Linked DNA regions of Oryctolagus cuniculus: region 1 is linked to region 2. A link is a contact called in public Micro-C data. All regions are on one chromosome and are shown on one strand. The core of a region is the stretch at or near the end of the contact, and the rest is flanking DNA. Distances in the headings are between cores, read along the strand shown.

What was found. Hi-C and Micro-C count contacts between places; a contact is called where the count stands out from the background.
Region 1: a contact with region 2 is called in a Micro-C map of ear pinna, with 2.3 times the contacts expected there. The contact joins the promoter of OSBPL8 here to the promoter of BBS10 in region 2. A contact is called at or near these places in 2 of 6 Hi-C or Micro-C datasets (ear pinna and an unstated tissue).

Annotation. Positions count from the first base shown.
Region 1 is chr11:79,031,491-79,036,224 of mOryCun1.1, forward strand. It overlaps OSBPL8 (oxysterol binding protein like 8), which reads right to left and starts at 1,325. Exons shown (of 24, transcript XM_051846453.2): 1 at 888-1,325. It overlaps LOC138844399 (a long non-coding RNA gene), which reads left to right and starts at 1,374. Exons shown (of 2, transcript XR_011380172.1): 1 at 1,374-1,542.
Region 2 is chr11:78,830,542-78,835,439 of mOryCun1.1, forward strand. BBS10 (Bardet-Biedl syndrome 10) reads right to left here and starts at 2,493. Exons shown (of 2, transcript XM_008256823.4): 1 at 2,350-2,493; 2 at 1-1,869. The coding sequence starts at 1,742. It overlaps OSBPL8 (oxysterol binding protein like 8), which reads right to left. Exons shown (of 24, transcript XM_051846453.2): 24 at 4,307-4,898.

The DNA.
Region 1 (4,734 bases), core at 75-2,574, 200 kb after region 2:
CATTTAAGTCTTCCAGCAGAAGAAAGGCAAAAACTTTATTAAATTATGCACTTAAAGCAAATGTGCTTATATCATCAGTTTTCCTATCTGTTCAAGTAGGAGCCCAAGTCACCTATTATTTCAGAGAACATTTAGATAAAATGAAATTAGGTTGTGTTCTGCAAGGCAGATGTCTCTCACGAAGAGAGTTCAATGACTTTTGTGAATGGAAAATCTGTATATACTGTTGCTTCCACGCAGCCACTCTTGAGTGGGTGGCTCGCTGAAACAAAAGCACGCTCCATGTGAGGTTCCTTGCAACCTGATCCCACTCTTGAGAGAGCGTTCAGAAACAAACATGAAATCCAAAAGTACAGCAAAGGCTTCGCCTTCCCTCCTACATTACAAACCGAGGTGTAGAGGAACACCACCCTGTCACTGGGCTCTGCAAGGGCGGGTGCGGTCTGCGGTGAGCCGCACAGCCTCCGCCGGGGCTGTCACAGGAAAACGGGAGCCTCGCCTCCACCGCGCCTGGCGACAAAGCGCCAGCTCCCCTGGGTGCGGGGGGCTTCCGGCGAGACGCCGCCGGCTGCTCGGCCAAACTTCGCCAAGGGTCGGACGCTCCCAGCGGTCGGGAAGCTGGAACCGCCCCCCACCCCCGCTTCCCCCGCCGCGGCTTTGTAGGACTGCAGACGCTCCTACTGTGGGCCCCAAAACACTCCACCCCCGCCAGTCTTTCCAATCCCCCACTCAACAAGGGGACAAAGGAGCCAAAGCGGAACTCCTCGGCGCGGGGTGACCCGGAGCCCCCGTCAGCTTCCACTCAGATCGTGGGGGAAACGGGGCGCAGTCGCCTGGACGGGTGCCGACCCGCCGCCCCCCAACTCAGGGATTGGCGCGATACTCACCGAGGTGGAGCCCTTGGAGAGGCGGGACGCAGGGAGCCGGTTCCTCGGTGGTGGTCGGGGCGGCGCCGGGGTCCGGGCCCCTGCACGCGATCGGTGGGACCCCCAACTTCTCTCGGCCGCTGTCGCTGGCGGCAAGGGGGCGAGCCCGGGCTGAGGGCGCAGTCTAGCTGCCGTGGAGGCGCTGCCCGCGAGGAGGGCGGGAACTCCGGCCCGGCTGTCCTCCGGCCAGGGTGGGCCCCCACCTTCCCTCCGTCTGCCTGCTGTCGGTGGCAGCTCCGGCGGAGGCTGAAACCAACGCTACAGCCCCTCGGGCTGCCGCTACCACCGCCGCCCAGCCCGGAACGCGTCGCGGCCTAATGTTGTCATCGGCCGCGTCGCCGCCTTTCTGGGCACCCCGGGCCGCCACGATCCTTCACATTCTAGCGCCCTCCCCTTCGCGGCCCCGCCCCCCGGCTCGCGGGCTGCGGCCACACCCCCTTCCCGTCACGTGACGGGGCGCGGGGGCGGGGGGCGCGGGAGCAACTGTCAGCCGCAGGTTCTGCCTGAGCTTTACCCCGGCGGAGTGAGTGGCCCCCTCAGCGTGACTCGGCCTGGGACCCCCACCTCCGTCCGCCCGGAGCCCACTCACCTGTGAAGGCCAGGCCTTCTGAGTCAGGTGAACTGGGCCCTTCCTAACCTGTGGAGATCAGGGCCCCGTGAAGACCCCCACCTCTGAGGCCCGAGCGGGGAGATTGGCTTCCTCAGCCTTGGGCTGGATTAAAGTTTTAGCCAAATAAGGGTGGGGGAAGGCGTCGTGGTATAGAATGTCTGGCTTGGAAAGCAGTAACTGCTTGTTCCTATTTCTAGTAGCACGTTCACTGTGGCATTTAGTATTGTTTTCCCCATTAGACGTGTTCATATTTGAGGAAACTGCTGTATTTCGGTCGCGCTGGGGATGAAAATAGCCTCACAAGCATATTTTCGTTCCTAGTCATGTTCAGGATCCTTCGTGCCAGTGGTACAGTCATTAAGTTTTACAGCGTGGTGGGTTGGTGGAAGTGTAAACACATTCACAGGAATTTGCATTCCATTTTTAAAATAAATAAAGGCTAATTCTTGGTTTGGGTTTAACCTTGTGCCTTCGTTTTTGGAAACTATGACCCAAGGAACCCTCCCTCTCGACATCACTAATGAGAGGAAAAGCTTAAGATGCTAAAAGTGCCAATCCCAAAAGAAAAAGTAACAATACAGAAATAAGGGACACAAAAGAGCAGAAAAATCATACTCAAACCCTGCTGGCGAGAAAAATGAGAAAGCTTTCTGTAATAAACTCAGTTCCTAACTGGTTTTTCTTTCTAGCCTAGAATTATTGGATATTTTGGTTAAGCAACTCTCATATCAATACATTTACTTGACGAGAAGTCAGATGGCGTTCTGCTCAGCCGTATACTGTCCAATGAATAAGCAGTAGAATTTGGCCTATGTACTCTTTATTCTTAATACATTTCACAGCAGTTCTAAAAAGTCATAGATTTTTTAAGACTCACCATTTTTTTTGTTACCCAAGAAAAGAAACACTGCCAATTAAATTATGCAGTGCCACAGATCTTTTAAGACAAAACTTGAGTTCAGAGATGTTAATATGTGAAAGACAATGAGCCTTAGAATCTGGGGGATATGGTAATGAACTGATGTTCCAATGGGGAAAAGATTCTAAACAAGTTCGGTTCAAGTCTGAGAGATTGTACCTTTTCTTCAGATAAATATGAGAGAAGTTTATTATTCTGTGAAACTATTTCAGCAAACCTCGTAACTTTGGAGTGTGTCATAGATTGAAATCTGTCTCCTATTTTGTAAAGCAGTGATTTTCAAATTGTGACTCAAAAATCAATTTTATGTTTTATTGAGATGGGCTAGAATGATATAGAAGATGAAACAATGCATAGTATCTAGTAAGGGCAAGAATTGCTTCATGAAACTTTTGTTTCAGGTATGGGGGGTGGTGGTGAGAGTATGGCCTACGTTGGAACTTAAACTGTATTTAATATGAGTTGCAATCAAACTGATTTGAGAAAGAATGTTCCTGGAGTGTAGATAACATGCAAAATATACCATCTGGACTCTTTCTCTGGTACTTTTCCTTTACTTTGGGAACTTTTCCTTTATTTTTAGGAACTGAGGCTAAAGATTAGAAAAAGAGGCAAATTGTCTTGCCTAATTCTCTCCTGTCTCACCTCCAATTTCTTATATTAACTTGAAAATCTGATCATTTGTTGGAGTGAAAAGCAGTAATACTAGAAGCCAGGAGGCCTGTTTTGCATGCTTACCTAATTAGATGTATGACTGGATCAATTACTTTCTGGATTTCAGGTTCTGATAAGAACAGGGAGTTGTGCTACATGCTCTTACAAGAATGATACTCAACCTTTTTATTCCTGTAGATGACATTCACATTTAAAACAGTCATAGTATGCCAAGGATTGTGCAAATTCTTGACAAACTAAGTCTAACTCATTTCAACTTCACTCAAAAAATAAACAATTAAGTGAAAGTAAAGATAGTATTGGGAAACAAATATAAATGTATCTTTCACAATCTTCTAAACTGCAATTATGCCTAGTAATAGTTACTTGTCATGAATAATGAATGATTTTGACATACTTCAAAAATGATTGCTACACAATAGTGTATCAATACACTACCATTGAAAAATCTGTTTTTCAGATCCTTTTAAACTGAATATACTATGATTCCAAGAGAGAACCATTCAATCTAATGTTTTCAATGTCACAACAACATCAACAGAAACTAATATGCGATCTAGCACTTGGAAAAAGATTGAATAACTTCCATTTGCTATGTTAAAGTATATCCCAGAGGGATTGGCATTGCGGCACAGCAGGTTAAAACCCCGGCCTGCAGCGCTGTCAGCCCATGTGGGTGCCGGTTCTGGTCCCAGGTGCTCCACTTCCCATCCAGCTCCATGCTATTGTGCCTGGGAGGGCAATGGAGAATGGTGCAAGCCTTGTGCCCCTGCACCCATCTGGGAGACCGAGAAGATCCTGGCTCCTGGCTTTGTCCCAGTCCGGTTCCAGTTGTTGTAGCCATTTGGGGAGTGAACAAGTGGATGGAAGATATTCTCTCTCTCTCTCTCTCTCTCTCTCTCTCTCTCCTCTGCCTTTCAAATAGATAATTAAATCTTAAAAAAAAAGAAAAAAAGAAAAAAAAATCCCAGGGCAGGTGTTTGGCACAGAGATTGGGATACTGCATCCCATATCAGAGTGCCTAGGTTTGAGTCCCTAGCTCCACTCCCAATTCTAGCTTCTTGCTAAGACAGCAGATGATGGGTAACAATTTTTGGGTCCCTGCCACCACGTGGAAGTCCTGGATTGAGTTCCAAGCTCCTGGCTTCACCCTGGCCTTCCGCAGGCTGCTGCACACATTTGGAGAGTGAGCCAAGCAAATGAAAGGTCTCTCTCTCTTTCTCTCCCTCTCTCTCTGCCCCCCTTTGTCGTCCTTCTTTGTCTTTCAAAATATTTTTTTTAATTTGTAAAAAAAAAAAAGGGGGAGGGCCGACATTGTGGCACAGTAGGTTAAGCTACCTTCTGCAGTGCCAGCATGCCATATGGAACGTTTCAAGTCCAACTGCTCCACTTCTGATCCAGCTCCTTGCTAACGTGCCTGCAAAAGCAACAAAAAATGGCTCAAATTTTTGGGCCCCTGCCACCCCTCTAAGAGAACCAGATGGAGTTCCAGGCTCCTGGCTTCAGCCTGGACCAGCCCTGGCTGTTTTGGCCATCTGGGAAGTGAACCAAAGGATGGAAGATCTCTCTGTATCTCTCTCTAACTCTGCCTTTCAAATTAATAA
Region 2 (4,898 bases), core at 1,243-3,742:
AATAACTGGTATTTACCAATTACTGATTCTAAACCTGTCTGACTGCTTACCACAGGTTGATTGGTTTCCAGTGCATGGAGAGCTTTTAAATATAGGTGTGGAAAGCTGTACTTTCCGTTCTTGTACCTACAGAGGATTTTGGGAATGCCTAAAAGTGCATTAGCTATTAACATACTAACCATGGTTTCTTCTGATGATTGACATTTTTTGGCATACTTGGTTAGATAGTAATGTAACAAGATTTCAAAGTTGCCACCCACTGGCAAAACAGAACCTGCTGGTATAGATGAGGAATAGTAACTCTGGCAAGTACCCTCATCTAGTGAGTTGTATTTCACTGGCGACATGCTCTGTTTTCTAGTAATTTTTGTGATCTGTAAGTTTTCACAAAATATTTCTGTTCTCATGTTTTCTGTTGTTGAATTGGCAATGGAATTACCCTCCGCTAATGGGGCACAATCACCAATTATCCTGTGTTCTCCAGGAGACAAACATCTCAGTGTTTCATCTATTTGGAATGTATCTTCTGATGTTAGTTCTGGTGTTGAACATGGAATATATGCTTCTAATTCTATATCTGAAACAACCAAATTTGAGTATACTTTTAAATATGTTTGAGTTTTTTCCAAATCATCTTTGTCCTTTACAACTGTGTCCTGATATGGTCTTTGTATAGATTTATTTCCAGTTTCTACTAACTGATCATTTTCTCTCCTATTTTTGGAAACAGGGATACTTAATGTATCATTTTGGTCACTGGCATATCTAATATAACTTAGATCAAGATCTTTATGTAACTGCCGGAGCATTTTAAATGCGCCATGTAAAGCATTCTCATGTTGCTCAATAAGACCCTGCACTGGTCCACAAAGAACTATACAGTGTGGTATAAACGCACATGTGCTAATCAAACCAAGATGAACATATCTTTTAGATCTAAGGATGAATGGTTTACAAAATTTCACCAAAGCAGTGTTAGAAATGTCATACTGTGAAGAGGCCTGTGGTACAAATGGAGAAAGATCGGTGATTCTCTGGATAAGGGAAACTTCTTTTGCTGATAAACACTCCACCACTGATATGCCATTTAGTGCTGCATAATAAACAACTGAATTTGGTTGTTTTACACTAGACAGGAGCAATTTTACATTTTGACCATTTAAATGTTTCATTATTGCTTTTGTTCTTTCCATAATCCAAAATTGAGAAGTCTGAAACTGTGTTTCTGAATTCAGAAAAAACTCTGATCCAGAAGTTGTAAAAGGAGGCTGAATGGCTTCTGTTACCATCACTATTCTTATGTCACCATCTGCTGGACAGTACACAGAAAAATCTCTGTGAAGCAAAAGCCCCGCTATGATCTTAGAATCTGAAACAGGAGGGCCAGTGACCCCAACATTCAACTCTACAAAATAGTCATCCATTAATTCAAATATTTCAATTCCACTTTTGCAAGTCATACACTTGAAAAAGTAGTCACACATCAACTGTGAAATAAATTTGTGATTATTTCTTCCCACTCTTCCACAAAAGTATGCTTCTAAGAGCAACTCTGAAGAGCTCCTGCACAATGTTCTCTCGTTAGCAGATGAAGAAAAGATAGACAGAAAGTGTCTACTCAAGTACTGGTCCATAATACTGTCTAATGTATGTGTCTGAAATGTCAGAAGAGCTTGGGAAATACATTTCCACTGACAACAACTTTTCCAATGCTTTCCATGGGTTTGCATATTTTCAGACATCAAATCGCCTTTTTCTTTATCTGTGATTGCATGAAGTCCTCTGAGCAAATGGCAAAGTAAGACAATAAATGTTTTAGCACCATCTCCTGCTTTTTTGAGATGACTGGAAACACATGCCACTATTACCCTGCATAAAAAGAAATAAAGCAACTCAGATTTTCACACGGTTGGCTTCCTATACCGACATCAAGTTTTTCAGATATAAATAAAAAGTCCCCTTAATATACATTCTTAGTTTTATCTTTTCCAAGTTACTTTCTTCTATTCCAAGTTTCTAGGGCTGGGTGGAGTGGGGAGAAGAGGAAATCGAAATGTTCTTGGGAGTTGATAAAAGTCAGGGGTCCCTGGGAAAGGCTCCAACACCGAGTACCCTGGTCTCAACTGAGGTCAGCTTTTCCAGATGCGTAGCCTTAGGTCGGGACAAGAGGCTGAGGGAGGCTGCCTGGGGTGCCCGGTTTTAGGCTAGAAGGGTACGCGGGTACCTGGCTATGGGATGCTCTAAGTGTAGCGCCTGCAGGAGGCGGCCTCCGTCCCGGCTGAGCAGCACCTCGCCGGTGGGCTTCGTACACAAAACCTGCCGCCCCTCGGGGCCCATGCAGCGGCTCACAATGGTTTCCAGCACCTCGGCCACCTGCAACGCCGCCTTCACAGACCCAGCGGCTGCCATAGAACCTGGGGTCTGGGCCTCTTCACGTCACCAGCTTGCGGGCCCCATCGAACAGGACTGGGAGCGGCAGGAAACGGAAAAGGCGGGGAAGAAACCGGCAGTCCGAGCCAACACCGGAAGCTGTCACTGGTCGGCTTCTTGGTTGGACGAGCAGGCTGCCTTTCAAACCAGTGGGCGGTAATACTCGTCAGTCTGCGAATAGGTGTTCTCAGGCTCATAGCCCGCGCAGAGGGAGAATCACCGGATCTTTCCCATAACCTGAACTCTTTAAGTCTTTTCCCAGCTACTGCGTGAACACGTTCGCTTTCAGTCACATCCCCCCGCCCCGATATCCCTTCGACTCCCAGGAACCGTGCCTCTGTGAAGGAGCAAATGGGCACAGCGAGTAGAACCCAGTAGAACCCAGCTGTTTTTCCCACCTCCCGCTGGAAGCTGTTTTTTACGTGCTAAAACTGCGCGGATACACGCGTGTTCACTCCACACTCCCCATCAATTGCTTTCCTTCCCAGAACGAAAGCAGTTGCGGAATGCAAGACCGATGGGAAAAATTCTGGCCACGACCACGAGTTGCACGCTTTGTCTTCCGCGGCCGGCTTTGACACATCTACTTGGTTCAGCACTACAATGAAACTCCAGCCTCCACAATTTGCTTTTTTTTTTTTTTTTTTTTTTTAATTTTTTTTTAAGCAGGGTTGATCGGTGTTTGGTGTTTGGACTTAAATACATTTGTCACAGTGATGATCAATAGAGTGCTTTAAAAATTATTGGACACAGTCCAAAGGCAAAAAGTATGTACTATTAGTAATCGCACGTGCACACACAATTAGGAGTATGGGCTTTGGATTCAGGCCCGAGTTTGCTCTGGAATTTATTCATCTATGGCAGCAAGTATCTTTGGTTCTTGCTTTTCTCATCTTAGAAAAGATGGAGTGACATATATAAAAGTAAAAAATCTCAAGGTTTTGAAGAGGTGGAGAATGTTTACAAAATACATTGTTACAGGTATATAATATGCAAATATTTATAATACAAGCATCATATTACTGTGGTAGATCACCATTCCCCTGGCACATTATTCCGTCAAGAAAGGGGTATAAGATGCATCGGATTAATTTTGCATAATAGCACAACACCTATTAGACTCAAAGAAGATGATCTTGCAGATGTTTCACTGAGGTTGAACACTGGAGGGTTCTCCTTACTCCTAGGCAAAGGATAAGAGAAACTTGTAGGCCCTTCTTTTTCTTCCTCCCAATAAGATAAACCAATGATAATCAGTAAGTGGACCCTGAGGGAGAGCAAGAATGAGAAGGGAGAATGGTGGAGGAAAACTACAAAGCAATGGCTTCTTGGAAATCATTTCATGTTGACTCCTTATGGACTACTAGGTGATTTAGGGAGGAAAAAACCTTTTCATATGTATTTAATATAAATCTGTAATATTAAGATTTTTTTCCTGGTTCTGTTCATTATTATGGGGTTGCATTATGGATTCAACCAGTAGATTATTCCAAACATTTAGGAAGTGAAGTGGCATATTCACAGTTCTATGTAAGTATACCGTGGAGACATGGATTCAAAGGTATGTTCTTTCTTTTATACTAGTAACAAGTTGCTGTTACTGTGTAGTTTTTAGTCATTTAACTTCTGCAAGCCTCAAATTCTTTATGAATAAAATTGGGCTAAATTACACTTATCTTAAGGTTGTTACAAGGATACAAGAATGAATATAAAGCATCAGGCAAGCACACATTAGGGAGTCTGTTAAATCCCTTTCGATTACAAGCCTTTTTCCATCTTTTGTAGCAATTTCCACGAAAAAGGGAAAAAATAAAAAAAATAAACTAAGTAATTGTCACCATATATTATATTAAAAAGTCATTTGATCACAGTTGGCTCTTTTTAAAAATTTTATTTAGAATGCCTACTTGTAGAACTTAGCATAATTTGACAGATAATTAGAAAAATTCTTTTCTCTCTGCAAACATTTATAACAGGTTAGGAATAACAGATTAGAAATGTAGTATGTTACAAAACAGTAGCCTATGACTATTCTGTATATTTACTATGCACCTTAAGGAAAAGAATTTGACAGTGTGCTATGCTTAGACTGCAGATAACATACTTTTATTATATCATACAAAACTGACCAGTGGTAGTGCTTGAATTTATAAATGGCCATTAATCAATATTTAAATTTAGATGTATATTTATCATGCTAAAAGTGAAAAAAAATCTGAAATTCTACGGCTCATCAGTTCAAATGTTTCATGGCATTTTTCTTTAAATGAAAAATTTTAATGTAATGTAAAACAATTTTACATGATAAAGGCATAAAGATAAAATTTTCTAAATGTTTTTGAAAGTATATTCACATTCATTTTGTCATGGGTTTCTTGTGACTTTTCTAAGGATGTTAATCATATTAAAAGACACTGGTCGTATACAATTTTAACAATCCATCTGCAATTAAAAACTGTAACAAAACC